2 separate regions of the Gossypium hirsutum genome follow, and region 2 is linked to region 1. A link is a contact called in public Hi-C data. All regions are on one chromosome and are shown on one strand. Each heading gives the region's core, a stretch centred on a gene start, on an enhancer-like site or on the middle of the called end of the contact. The rest is flanking DNA. Distances are from core to core; before and after follow the strand shown. Region 1 holds the start of LOC121232120 (cytochrome P450 85A). Region 2 holds the start of LOC107953315 (protein RALF-like 27).

Region 1 (6,019 bases), core at 2,253-4,752:
TTTAAAAATATATATTTATATATAATAAAATTACACTTTAGCCCCCAAAATAAGAAAAAAATGATTTAATCTTTTAAAAATAATAAATATATAGGCTATTAAAATGGTGAAATTTTACTTTTGCTATCATAAAAATATACAACTTTATTTCGGCTTACCATAAAATTTTTTTGGCTCCACCCTGGATATAGCATTATTATGTTATTATCCACAAAAAAAAAAGAGTAAACTAATTTTTTTGTTAAAAAATTTATCCATTTTTACTGTTAAAAATTAGTAATTAAACAATAACACGTAGTACGTCATATGTACATCATTTTGATACAGAAATCAGTTTTTAATAGTAGAGATGGATAAAATTTTTAACAAAAAAATTAATTTACTCTTTGACCTAATATACATAGATTAGTTTAATAATTTTTTTAATAAGAAAGATAAAATACAATTCAACAATATTAAAAGATTGAGAATTCAACTAATATTCAATTGATTAGTAGTGTAGTCAATAAAGCTTTGAAAAAGCACACATCTTGCCCTATCTCAAGGATTAAAGTTCATATTTCATTTTAAGGATATGTAATTAATTTGATGCCCTACTAATTATGAAAGATTAAAACAAAAAAAAAATGTCCCTGAAATTTCGGAAAAATTAAGCAAATTCAGGGCAATGGTCGGATTGTGTTGTCTCATACACACATATTTATTTATATTCCAATCAATCAAAAATAATAAAACATCCAAATCTTCCACGCAATTACAAAAAAGTAATGTATTAGCAAAATTCCAAATCCACAATCTTTATTATTTTTAGTCAATTGATGTGATTAGTGTATAAGACTAGCCTTAATATCTTATTCTAATTGCAAACCTCCAAATTTTCATTGTTCCCTTTTTTGGATTTAAACCATGCTTCCCTTTTCTCTAAATCCTTTTCTATTTAATTATTGCATAATTATGATTTGAGTGGAGACCTCCTTTTTTTTTAATAAATAACAATTACTTTTTAACCATTTTTTTTCTCATTCTCACTTTCATCCTTACTTTTTTTTAGTTAAATTAGAAATTCAAAAAGAGTTAAATCGCTTTTTTTTAAATAAAATGTAGATTAAAATATTAAATTTTTTAATGATGTTGGTATCGTAATCTACGTGATTATTTATGTATATTTTATGTTTACTTGATACTATTTATTTTATAATCATGTGAAAAAATAATTTAAAAATTATTCAAAACATAAAATAAAAATAATAGAAGTTCATAATTTTTTAAAAAAAATAATATGAAATATATATGCATTGTCATGCGGACTACCTTATTTAAAAATTTAATATTTTATTAAAAAATAATATTTTAGTAATCAAATTTGACTCTTTTAAAAAATACAATATCGACAAAAAAACTATAAACATTGTGCCTTTTAATATTTAATATATATTTTGGGAATTAATTTTTAAGCAATTTTTTTAAAAAAAGAAAAAAGAAAAAGTCCATTATTTATATAAAAAAAATTGTTTAGAGACAATTTATTGGGGTTTTTTTTCTCTCTCCTAACAATATTTAATAATTAAATAATATGATTCGGAATTGATCACAAATATCCAAAGATGTCTACTGAAGGTAATGAAAAGATTGTTTGAATGATAATTAGTAAGGTCAGTTCATAGTAATAGTAAAATTAATTAAACTCTACCTAAGAAATGACTTTAATTCTCGGAAAAGAAATTCAGGGTTTTCTTGATTCCAATTTTACATCAAGACAAATGCTTAGTGTTTTCTTTCCTTGTATTTCAATAATTAAACACCTTGCTAAAAATTGAGAATTTAGCCCCCTCGGTTTTAATTTTTCATAATTTTATTTTACTGAAAATTGTCATTCAACAATTTATATACAATGAATTAACAAAAAATCAATAGTTAAAGTTGGTGTGTAACAAATTAAAGTAAATGGACTACTAAATAGATGAAATTCATAATTAAATCTTAAAATTTTAGATATATCTCTAAATTTTCAAAATTTATGAATAGTAATTAATTATAAAATTAAATAAATCAAATCAAATTTAAAATCTCAAAACTTAAATTTCTACCAGTAGTATTTTCAAAATTATAATTATAAATTTGTTAAAAGTACATCTCCTCCAAAGTACACTGCACAACGTATAATCAATCAAAAAGAAAGCAAAAGAATTCTACTTCTTCACGTAATCAATCTAAGTCTGTAAACTGTACTGTTTGCTCTTCTTTTTTCATTTTTAGTCTCTGTTGAAAACAAACCTGAGACACAAATATAAGTTGCAATAAAATAATAATAATAATTTAATTTCAAGCTTTTAAAATAAAATTTTCCTTTGGGTACTAAAAAAAATTCCATTTTATGGTTAAACATTAACATAAATGATAAAATAATCAAACAGTTATTTATAACGTGTAATGTGTATTTAAAAAAAAAACAAAACAACCCAACCCCTAATAAAGAAAACATCCATGGTACTTTTAGCCAAAGAGGGGCAGTCAAAAGCTTGAAACTAGTAGTTACAATGGAACCAAACCCCTTTCTCTATCTCTCTCTTCACTTATTCACATGGTAACCAGGAGCCTGTCTTTTAGTGGTCTTTTTTGTATATCCATGAACAGATCTTGTTGACAGACATGTGAAGCACTGTGCTTTGGAAGTAAGCTTATATATAATATATATTATATTATGTAATATAGAGAGAGATATATAATTTTTAGGTCCAATAGGGTGGTATGCATGTGCCTCTTACCCTCATCACACATTTCCAACCTTTACCTTTATTTTACTTTGACTGAATTAGTTGCATCTTTCATCTAGTTTTTATTCCAATTATATCCAGATAACTTCTTTGTAATTCCATACACACACACACACATATACATACATTATATGTATGTGAAGAAACAGACAAGAATTGGGTTCATTCTCCTAATGCAGTTCTTTCATTTAAAGTTAAATTATATTATATTTTATTTATTTTAAAAATTAAAAATTAATTTTTATATATTTTTTCAAAGAACAAATTAGTTTTTTCTATTAAATTTTTTATCTATTTATACTCTTAAAAAATGTAGATATAAATAGTGATACGTGAAATGTCACATGTACATTATATTAATGTGTAAATATTAATTTTTAATAATAGAAATAAATGAAAATTTTTAATTAAAAAATCGGTTTGCTCTTTCATTATTGAGATTAATTTACTTTTACTTCTACTGGTAGAAGACTGTAAAATCTTTACTATCAAACAAACATTCATGCCCCCGTATTCTTGAAGAATGAATTCTTTCTTAATCTGCATAGTCTGTTTCTTTCTTCTTCTTCTTCTTTTTTAAATGTTTAAAATAAATATATATAATTTCCTTGAAATTCTTTTTTTAAGGTGTAGGGTCCTTTCCTAATGAGCTGCATGGTTCAGCCTATATGTCTTTTATCTTGTCAATGGACTATACATAGAGAGAGGGGTGTGTGGGACTATGGGTTTTAACACTTTACACTCCTATATATATATGGGTGTGTGTGCACCCCTTTAGTATATGTAGACTAATGAGAGAACTCCCATAACCATTTTTGCAGAGCTTTTGGAGATCTTTAAAAGAAGAAAAAAAAAAACAATGGCTCTTTTCATGGTGGTTTTGGTACTGGTGTTCATTCTGGCCCTTTCTATATGCACTGCTTTGTTAAGATGGAATGAACTTAAGTTCAGTAAAAAAGGGTTGCCTCCTGGTACTATGGGTTGGCCAATCTTTGGTGAAACCACAGAGTTTCTCAAACAAGGTCCTAATTTCATGAAAAACCAAAGAGCAAGGTAAACTGCCCCCATACCCCGCTCTCATTTCAAATGTTCTCAAACATTCTGTAATTTTTTCATTTTGGTCCTTACAGGTATGGGAGTTTCTTCAAATCACATATACTAGGATGTCCTACAGCTGTTTCCATGGATCCAGAGCTTAATAGATATATACTAATGAATGAAGCTAAAGGTCTTGTTCCTGGTTATCCACAGTCCATGTTAGATATCTTGGGTAAATGTAACATTGCAGCTGTTCATGGTTCTACACATAAACAAATGAGAGGAGCTTTGCTTGCTCTCATTAGTCCTACTATGATTAAACAACAACTTTTGCCTAAAATAGATGAATTCATGAGAAATTTTGTGAGTGATTGGGATAATAAAATCATTGACATTCAAGAAAAGACCAAACAGGTTTGTTTCTTTTACAGCTTTGCATTAGTTCATAGGTGTTTTCCTCTGTTTTCCTAATATGTATTTTTGTGTATGTCTGTAGATGGCATTTTTATCATCACTTAAACAAATTGCAAGTGTTGAATCAACTTCAATAGCACGAGAATTCATGCATGAGTTCTTTAAATTAGTGTTGGGGACTTTATCGCTGCCTATCGATCTCCCCGGTACGAATTATCGACGAGGACTTAAGGTAAAAAATCCATCAGCATTTTGTTTTTCATTACATTCCATAGTCTCAAGTCGATTAAGTTGTTCATTTATCACCTTGCAGGCAAGGAAAATTATACTTACAATACTAAAGCAACTGATAGGAAAGAGAAGAGGCTGTCAAGAATCACACAAGGACATGCTTGCTTACTTGATGAGCAAAGATGATAATAATAGATACAAATTAAGTGATGCTGAGATCATTGATCAAATCATTACCATCTTGTATTCTGGTTACGAGACCGTGTCGACGACATCGATGATGGCCGTTAAGTACCTACATGATCATCCATCTATTCTTGAAGAACTAAGAGTAAGTAACAAAAAAAAAAATCATGTTCTTCATATCTTTGTAATGAAATTTTTTTGATCTATTGATGAACAAATTTACAGAAAGAACATATGGCAATTAGAGAAAAGAAAAGACCAGAGGACCCGATTGAATGGAATGATCTTAAGCCAATGAAGTTCACTAGAGCTGTAAGAAAAATTGTGGGTTTTTTTTTTTGAGACATTATTTTTATTAATGAGTAATTTATTTTGAACTAAATAGTGATTTTGTTTTTTTATGCAGGTGATTTTTGAGACTTCAAGATTAGCTACTATTGTTAATGGGGTTTTAAGGAAAACTACTGAAGAAATGGAACTAAATGGTAAGTGAGCATTTAAATATATATTATTAAAGTGTGGGATCCATATATTGAAAATAATTCTTTTTGATCCTTACCTTTTGTAATATGAGCTTTATGGGCTCAAGAAGCTGAGTTTGCACTTTGCAAAAGTTATATATAATATAAACATTAGATTAAATCACTTTTTTGGTCTAAATTTTTTTTTTTAAATTAGTCATTGAACTTGGCAATTACTCTTATATTAGACCTTAAATTATTTTTTTGTCCAAATCAGTCATTGAATTTGGCAATTGTTCTCACATTGAAGCCTAAACTTTTTTTAGTTCAAATTAATCTTTGATATTTCCTTGAAAACTCTAAAAATAAGGTTCTAATGTGAGAACAATTGCTAAGCTTAAGTCCCAATATGGAAATAATTGTCAAGCTCAATGTGAGAATAATTATCTAAAGTTTAGGCCTCAATATAGGAACAATTATCAAGTTCAAGCACTAACATAAAACAATAAAAAGTTTAAGTCGTAATGTGAGAGTTGTTACCAATTTTAGGCTCTAAATGGTGATTTAACCCATAGTGTATAGATGTGTATGTGTGTAGAAGGGAAAATGTAATAGACATGAAATGATCTTCCCTATGTGGACCTTAGGTCTATCATGATTTACATGGAATGCTTACCAATCCAGCTAGGCAATCCCTATGGATCATTCATGGTCTTATTTTCAATGATTTTCTTAAAAGAAAGGTAGCTTTTTCAATATATATATCAAGGTAAACTTTTTCTTTAGAAACTCAGTTAGCCAAATGATTAGATTTTCATTGGCCCTCTAGATAAATTGGTGGGCCTTTGTCAATTTAAAGTTCAATAACATACTTAATCTTGAATCCCAGCTTTTGGTCTAGTAGCACTGCCTGTT
Region 2 (6,019 bases), core at 2,271-4,770, 130 kb before region 1:
GGTTCCTTTTGGATGGAGTTTATTCTCAGTGGGGTACATTTAGTTTTTTTTTCTGTTTCACATTATAGTACTGTTATAGATTTTTATTGTGATCATTATTTGTATACTAATTATAGATAAGCACATTGTCTATTCAAAGAAACCCTTAATTTTACCATCAAGCTAAGAAGAAAATGTCGACCAAGTTAAATTTGTTAAATTTGTTCTTTGTGGAAAAATAAAGCGATTATGTGTGTGAGAAGTGTGTAGGGTGAGTTTGGTGATGGAGTTTTTGTAGTAGATTTGTTCATAGATTGGGTAATCTGTTAGACTCGGTCAATTTTGTTTGAATTGAGTTTAATTTGAATAAGAATTTTTTTGTCTTCAGTTCGACTCAAGTTTCAATTAAATGATTTTTAAAATATTTTTGTTTAAATTTAATTATAAAATATATAAATATCAATAAAAATTTTATATATTTTATTAATTTTAAATAAAGATACTCATGGGCTAGGTCGAGTTGGATTCGTGTCGAACCTAAGCATGATATTAATATACTTTATGTTTGCTCAAGCTCGGCCCGACACGAAATATGGGTCTAAAATTTTATCTTAGCCCTCCCATATTTACAAAATACTAACCCAAACTCATTTTAGGCCTACTCATATTATTTTTAATTTTTTTAAAAAATATTTATGCAATTTTCATTTATATTTAATAATTTAATAATTTTTTTATTTATTGAAAATTTTTATATAGTCATTTTAACGTTATTTTAATGTTTAAATAAGAGTAATATTATATATTTAATATAGGTTTATTTTTTAATATGTTATAAACTACCTAATATAAAGTATTAATGTTCAAGCTTGAGCCCGGTCCATATTTTAAACGAGTCTAATTTTTTTACCCGAGCTCATTTACAAACCTAATATTTTTATCTAAACCTCCCAAATTTTGAATGGGCTTTTGGATTTAGGTGAGTAGCCCGACTCATGAACAGATCTAATTTTAAATAATAATATGAGCTTTTTAAAAAGGTCAAGTCGAGTCAAGCTCATACTTAAGCCTGAAAATATTTTTTTTAAAATCAAACCTCAACTCGACTTAATCGGACCAAAATCTCTATTTTATAATAATTAGTAATGTTTATTTTAATAGAAATGTAGGAAGTATATATTTGTATAGTGGAACACTTTTAATTATGAAATTTAGTTATATTACCGGCTTCCTAGAAGCTTGGTTTTTTGTATTGATCGGTTAGTATTTTTCTCTTGGTCAAGTCAATGATGCTACAAACAAATTTTTTCCCTAATTATTACAATAAAAAGAATAGAATTTAACTTTCCAAAAAAAAAAGAGAAAATGATTTACCTACTTTATCTTTTTATATTATATTCTCATGTCATTGGTGTGCTTTATTAAAGCAAAAGATGATACCAATCTTCATTAAAGTAAAGTTAGTGGAAATAAAAATAAAAAAGCAAAAGGAATTCTAATCAATTAGATGATCACTTAACCTCATATAGGAGCATATGTAAGTTATCATTCCAAAGGCAAAAAAGAGAGAACAACAATGGGAAATGATTTCACTAGAGGAATTCTCTCCGTTTCTCTTGCAATCTTTGCTATTGTTTTCCCCATATATGCCTTTGAAACTTCCATCTTCTTAGATCAAAACAATGCCGTCACCACCACCCTATGCAATTCCACTTTAACCAAATATTGTGGCCGTAATGTAAACGGAGGCAGTCACTCGTCTAAACGTCTACTTCAAGGAGGACCAACATACGATCGTGGTCGTCATATATGTTATGGAGCTATTCAGAAGCCGGGGGTTTGTAATGGTAACATCTACGGTAATTGCATTGTACCTATTGGTCCATCATATCGACCTTGTACTGTGTATACACGATGCAAGCGAGGAGTTCGATAATCATTTTTTCAAGATTGTTAAATTTGTTTTTAGCTTATTTCATCTATGTTTTGAGTAAGCAATTTTATATGTTGCTTTTCTTAATCTTGTCATTATAATTCTCATAATAATCTATACACTTATACAAAAGCTGTCCTCAATTCATTGAGGTGTAGAATTTTTAATTGGAGCATATTGTTTTAAGAACAACTAAAAGGGTATTGGTTTTTTAAGATTAGTTTGAATGATTAAATATATGAAATTTTATGTGTGAGTTCTCTTTTAAATTATTCTAAATTTAAGTTTTATTATGTATAAATTTTATCTCAATTTATTTTAACTTAAGTTTAGCTATTTTCCAATTTTTAGCCTATTTTATTTCATATTTAGATTATTTCAGTTCTAATTAATCCAACATATATTATTTGTGATTTATATTATTATTAATATTAAACTCCGAAAAGTCTCATTTATATATTCATATTAAAATTTATAGACTTATATAACTTTTAAACTTATCATATATTGATTTCAATATGCACAATCATCCATAAATTCATATATGTTAATATTATTTTTCATGTAGTGCTTATGTTTTGATTAATTTTTATGTTACGTCTATAAATTCAACTCATATTTTAAAGAATTTATTTATAATAACTCTATTTCGATTCTAATTTATTTATTTAAAAGTTTATCATTATACTTATAATATATTATGTAGTTATAATTATTAATTAGATTTTTTAAGCAGAGTAAGAGATTTGGTTAATATTAGAGAATAATTATTGAGACTCAATGTTTTATTATTTTTATCATGTTATTGGAATTAATTGGATTAGGAATCGGTTAAGTATGTACCTAAAACAAGAGATATGTTCAATTGACACATAAAATTCAATAAACATTTTATTTAGCCAAAACTATGGATTTTAATTTTTTATCCTGAGAGAGCTGATGCCAGCACTCCATGTATTGACAAACCATAATTATTGTACTCTTGGGGCTCAGTGATGGCCTTTCGTGTTCTAATTTCCATTTGCCCCCTGCATTGGCCGAAATTGGTGGGGATTTGCACTAGTCTTTGGAAACCGAACTAAATTCAATGCAAAATCGAAGGTTTAATTTTGTCATTAGTTTCTATATTCTTTGAATTTTTTATAATTTAACTTCTCTATATTTAATTCTTAATTTAAAAATTAAAATCTAATTAATAATATTATTAAATTTGAATATGTGGCATTTTAGTATCAAAAGGTCTAATTTAAAAATGTCATAATTTTCTATACTCTTTATGAGTTTGAAATTTAGTCTTTTTACTTTTCAAATTTTAAAATTCAGATCCAAATATTAATTCTGTAAATAAATTTGTTAAATTCAGGTTTATAAGAATGCTATTTTTGAATATTTTTTATTTCAAAATGTTACACCAACAAAATTAAAAAGAAAAAAAATATATCCAACTGGTAATTTTAATCTTAGTTTTCAAGTTTTTTCTAAAAAATTAAAAATAAAACTTGACCAAGTCAAGCAAAATCACTGTCATTTTCTTTCACCAAATTTGAAGATGAAATAGCAAAGGCCCCACTATAAGACCCTTAAACCAATTAATGAAACCATACCCTTTCATTACTTATCCTCAATTTACAACTTTTTCTTATAGATAATCTCCCAACATATTATTTATTCAAGTGGCTACAAACTCAGAAAAACAAATCGGAAAAAGAAAAAAAGATCAAAAGAGGAACAATGGGATATTTTCCATTGTTCATATTAGCTTCTTTGCTGTTAATCAACAACAGTGTGACCAAATCAGCAGCTTTAGCCTTTCCTGAGAGCAAACCAAACACTACGAAATACGATGAAACAATTGGTGAATTCATCGAAGATGAAGAACAAGTGGTGTTGTTCGGTGAATCCGAGGTGAAACGAAGGAGACTTGCTGCAGATACTCCTATATCTTATCGAGGGTTACAGCGTCAACCGGTTTGCAATGCGTATATTTATGGGAATTGTATAAAACCTGCAGGTCCTGATTATCGGCCTTGTACAACATATAATCGTTGCAAGAGGGGAGTCAAATGAAAAAATAAATTAGGACTAAAAATATATGGAAGGTTTGATGTTTTGTTTTTGTGTTTGGTTTTTGATGTTACTGTTCTTCTGTTAGTAGATATATTGTGACTTTATACAAATCATTGTGAGTTTAAGAACTGTGTTCTTCGCATAATCATAAGGTATGGTGTGAAAAACCAGAGATATGGCAAAGAAATTGGTGATGTACCTTAGAGGTCCCTGTAATATAGAGACTTGATCAAATTAGTCTTTGTACTATCGAAAAGATCCAAATAAGACTAAATTAGAATAGATTTAATATTTACTGTTTAAAAAATATATATCATTTACTATTTAATAGAGTTAATATTTTTAAAGTTTTTATGATTCTTTAAATGAAATATTTTGTTTGAAATTGAACTGCAATTGAAAACAAAAATTCAAGATATTTTTTATAGTAAATGTTAATTCTGTTATAACTTGGAATTATTTAATTTATAGGGACTAAATTGATCTATTTAATAATAGAGGGAATAGTTTAATCTAGTCATTATGATATAGGGACCTCTCGAGTATTTTAACCGAAGGAAATTGAATGAATTCGAGGGAAAATAATTAAGGAAACTAATCTGATTTTGTATATGAATAAAAAATTGAAAATATGAATTCTAAACGTTCATTCTCAAAGAAAACAGATCATGAACTTGAATTGCAAGATTGTATCTATTTTTACATATGGGTTTGAAATTTGAAGACACATCCAGTATATTATCTTAGATTTTTTTAACATAAATTTTTGGAGAAGAGATAGTGGTATATATAATATCTTATTGTTTATTAGTTACGTTTTATCCAATTTCGAAAATTTTATTTACTTATTTAATCATATAAAAGTACACTTGAATAAGTCGAATTAAAAATGATTCGAAATTTTTATTGATAGATGAACAAAATGAAAACATACAAGTAATACAAGTAAAAATACTTACAAATCTAATTTAACAAGTTGAAAGTACTGTAGCAGCTACATTACATGCCCGGTATAGGGCTTTAGTATCATTCCCACAATATCTTGTAAACGGGAAGAGTCTTCTCATCACCACTATATCATCCCATACTGGTTGGATTTCCCAATTCACCTTGATTTCTTTTCCTTCGAAAATTTTCCCAAGTAGTTTATCCTTAGTCCAAAACACTACAGATGATAAACCCATACGACAAGAAGATGCAAGGATGAATCGGAAATCAACAGCTTGCTTTTGATCCTAGAAGATTGATCGAAAATTTTCCTAATAAATTTCTTTGTAATATCATCCGGAGATTTTATTAGAATGACAACGCTAACTCTTACATTTCCTTTCTTCCATCCAACATACACGTTATAAGTTGGTGTCGTCATGCTCTCCATTCTCGTCACCAAATTACTTTGCACTAGCGGTTTGTAATTACACCAACTCTCATAAGCCTTAATCGCTCTATTGGTGTAAACCACAGCCATGTTGATGACAACGATTAGAATTGGGGTTCTTCCCTTGAAAATAACCTAGTTTTGTTGGTTTCAAATACTCCATAAATTTGAGGTAAACAATATGAAGTTGTCCTTATCCTCCTTTGCTGATTTAATTCGCCTTAACATTGAGAGAATCCATTCAATAGGATAATTCATCTTCAAGATATCAGTTCTGGTCCCCAAATTTGATCCAATCCAAACAATCCTTGTAAAAGGACAGTCCGTAAAAAGGTGCTCTAAATCTTCTACACTATCATGGCACAGCGCACAACCAGTGTCTATGGTTTGAATTCTCTTTTTTATCTCCAACTTGTATGGTAAGGCATTGTTTAATATCTTCGACAAAAATATTGTAATTTGGAATGATAATTTCACCAACCACAACATTCCCCAATCACACTTATCAATAAGTGAGTTAGAATGAGCATTGTCATCATTTAAGTTCTCATTAAATTCTTTAAAATAGGTCAATCTTACCAAGTACTTACCATCAGAGATGAATTTCCCTATTAGCTCATCCTCGGCTTCAAAGATTGGGCCTTCATCTTTCCACTTCTCAT

Evidence for each region. A called contact is a pair of places that touch in the nucleus more often than the background predicts.
Region 2: a contact with region 1 is called in a Hi-C map of leaf, with 1.9 times the contacts expected there. The contact joins the promoter of LOC107953315 here to the promoter of LOC121232120 in region 1. A contact is called at or near these places in 4 of 34 Hi-C or Micro-C datasets (all in leaf).

What each region holds. Positions count from the first base shown.
Region 1 is chrA07:12,296,413-12,302,431 of Gossypium_hirsutum_v2.1, reverse strand. LOC121232120 (cytochrome P450 85A) reads left to right here and starts at 3,502. Exons shown (of 9, transcript XM_041117580.1): 1 at 3,502-3,827; 2 at 3,905-4,226; 3 at 4,309-4,458; 4 at 4,540-4,788; 5 at 4,869-4,955; 6 at 5,050-5,128. The coding sequence starts at 3,634.
Region 2 is chrA07:12,431,071-12,437,089 of Gossypium_hirsutum_v2.1, reverse strand. It overlaps LOC107953315 (protein RALF-like 27), which reads left to right and starts at 3,520. Exons shown (of 1, transcript XM_016888576.2): 1 at 3,520-4,270. The coding sequence starts at 3,644. The coding sequence ends at 3,979. It overlaps LOC107955911, which reads left to right and starts at 1,556. Exons shown (of 1, transcript XM_016891693.1): 1 at 1,556-1,915. The coding sequence starts at 1,556. The coding sequence ends at 1,915.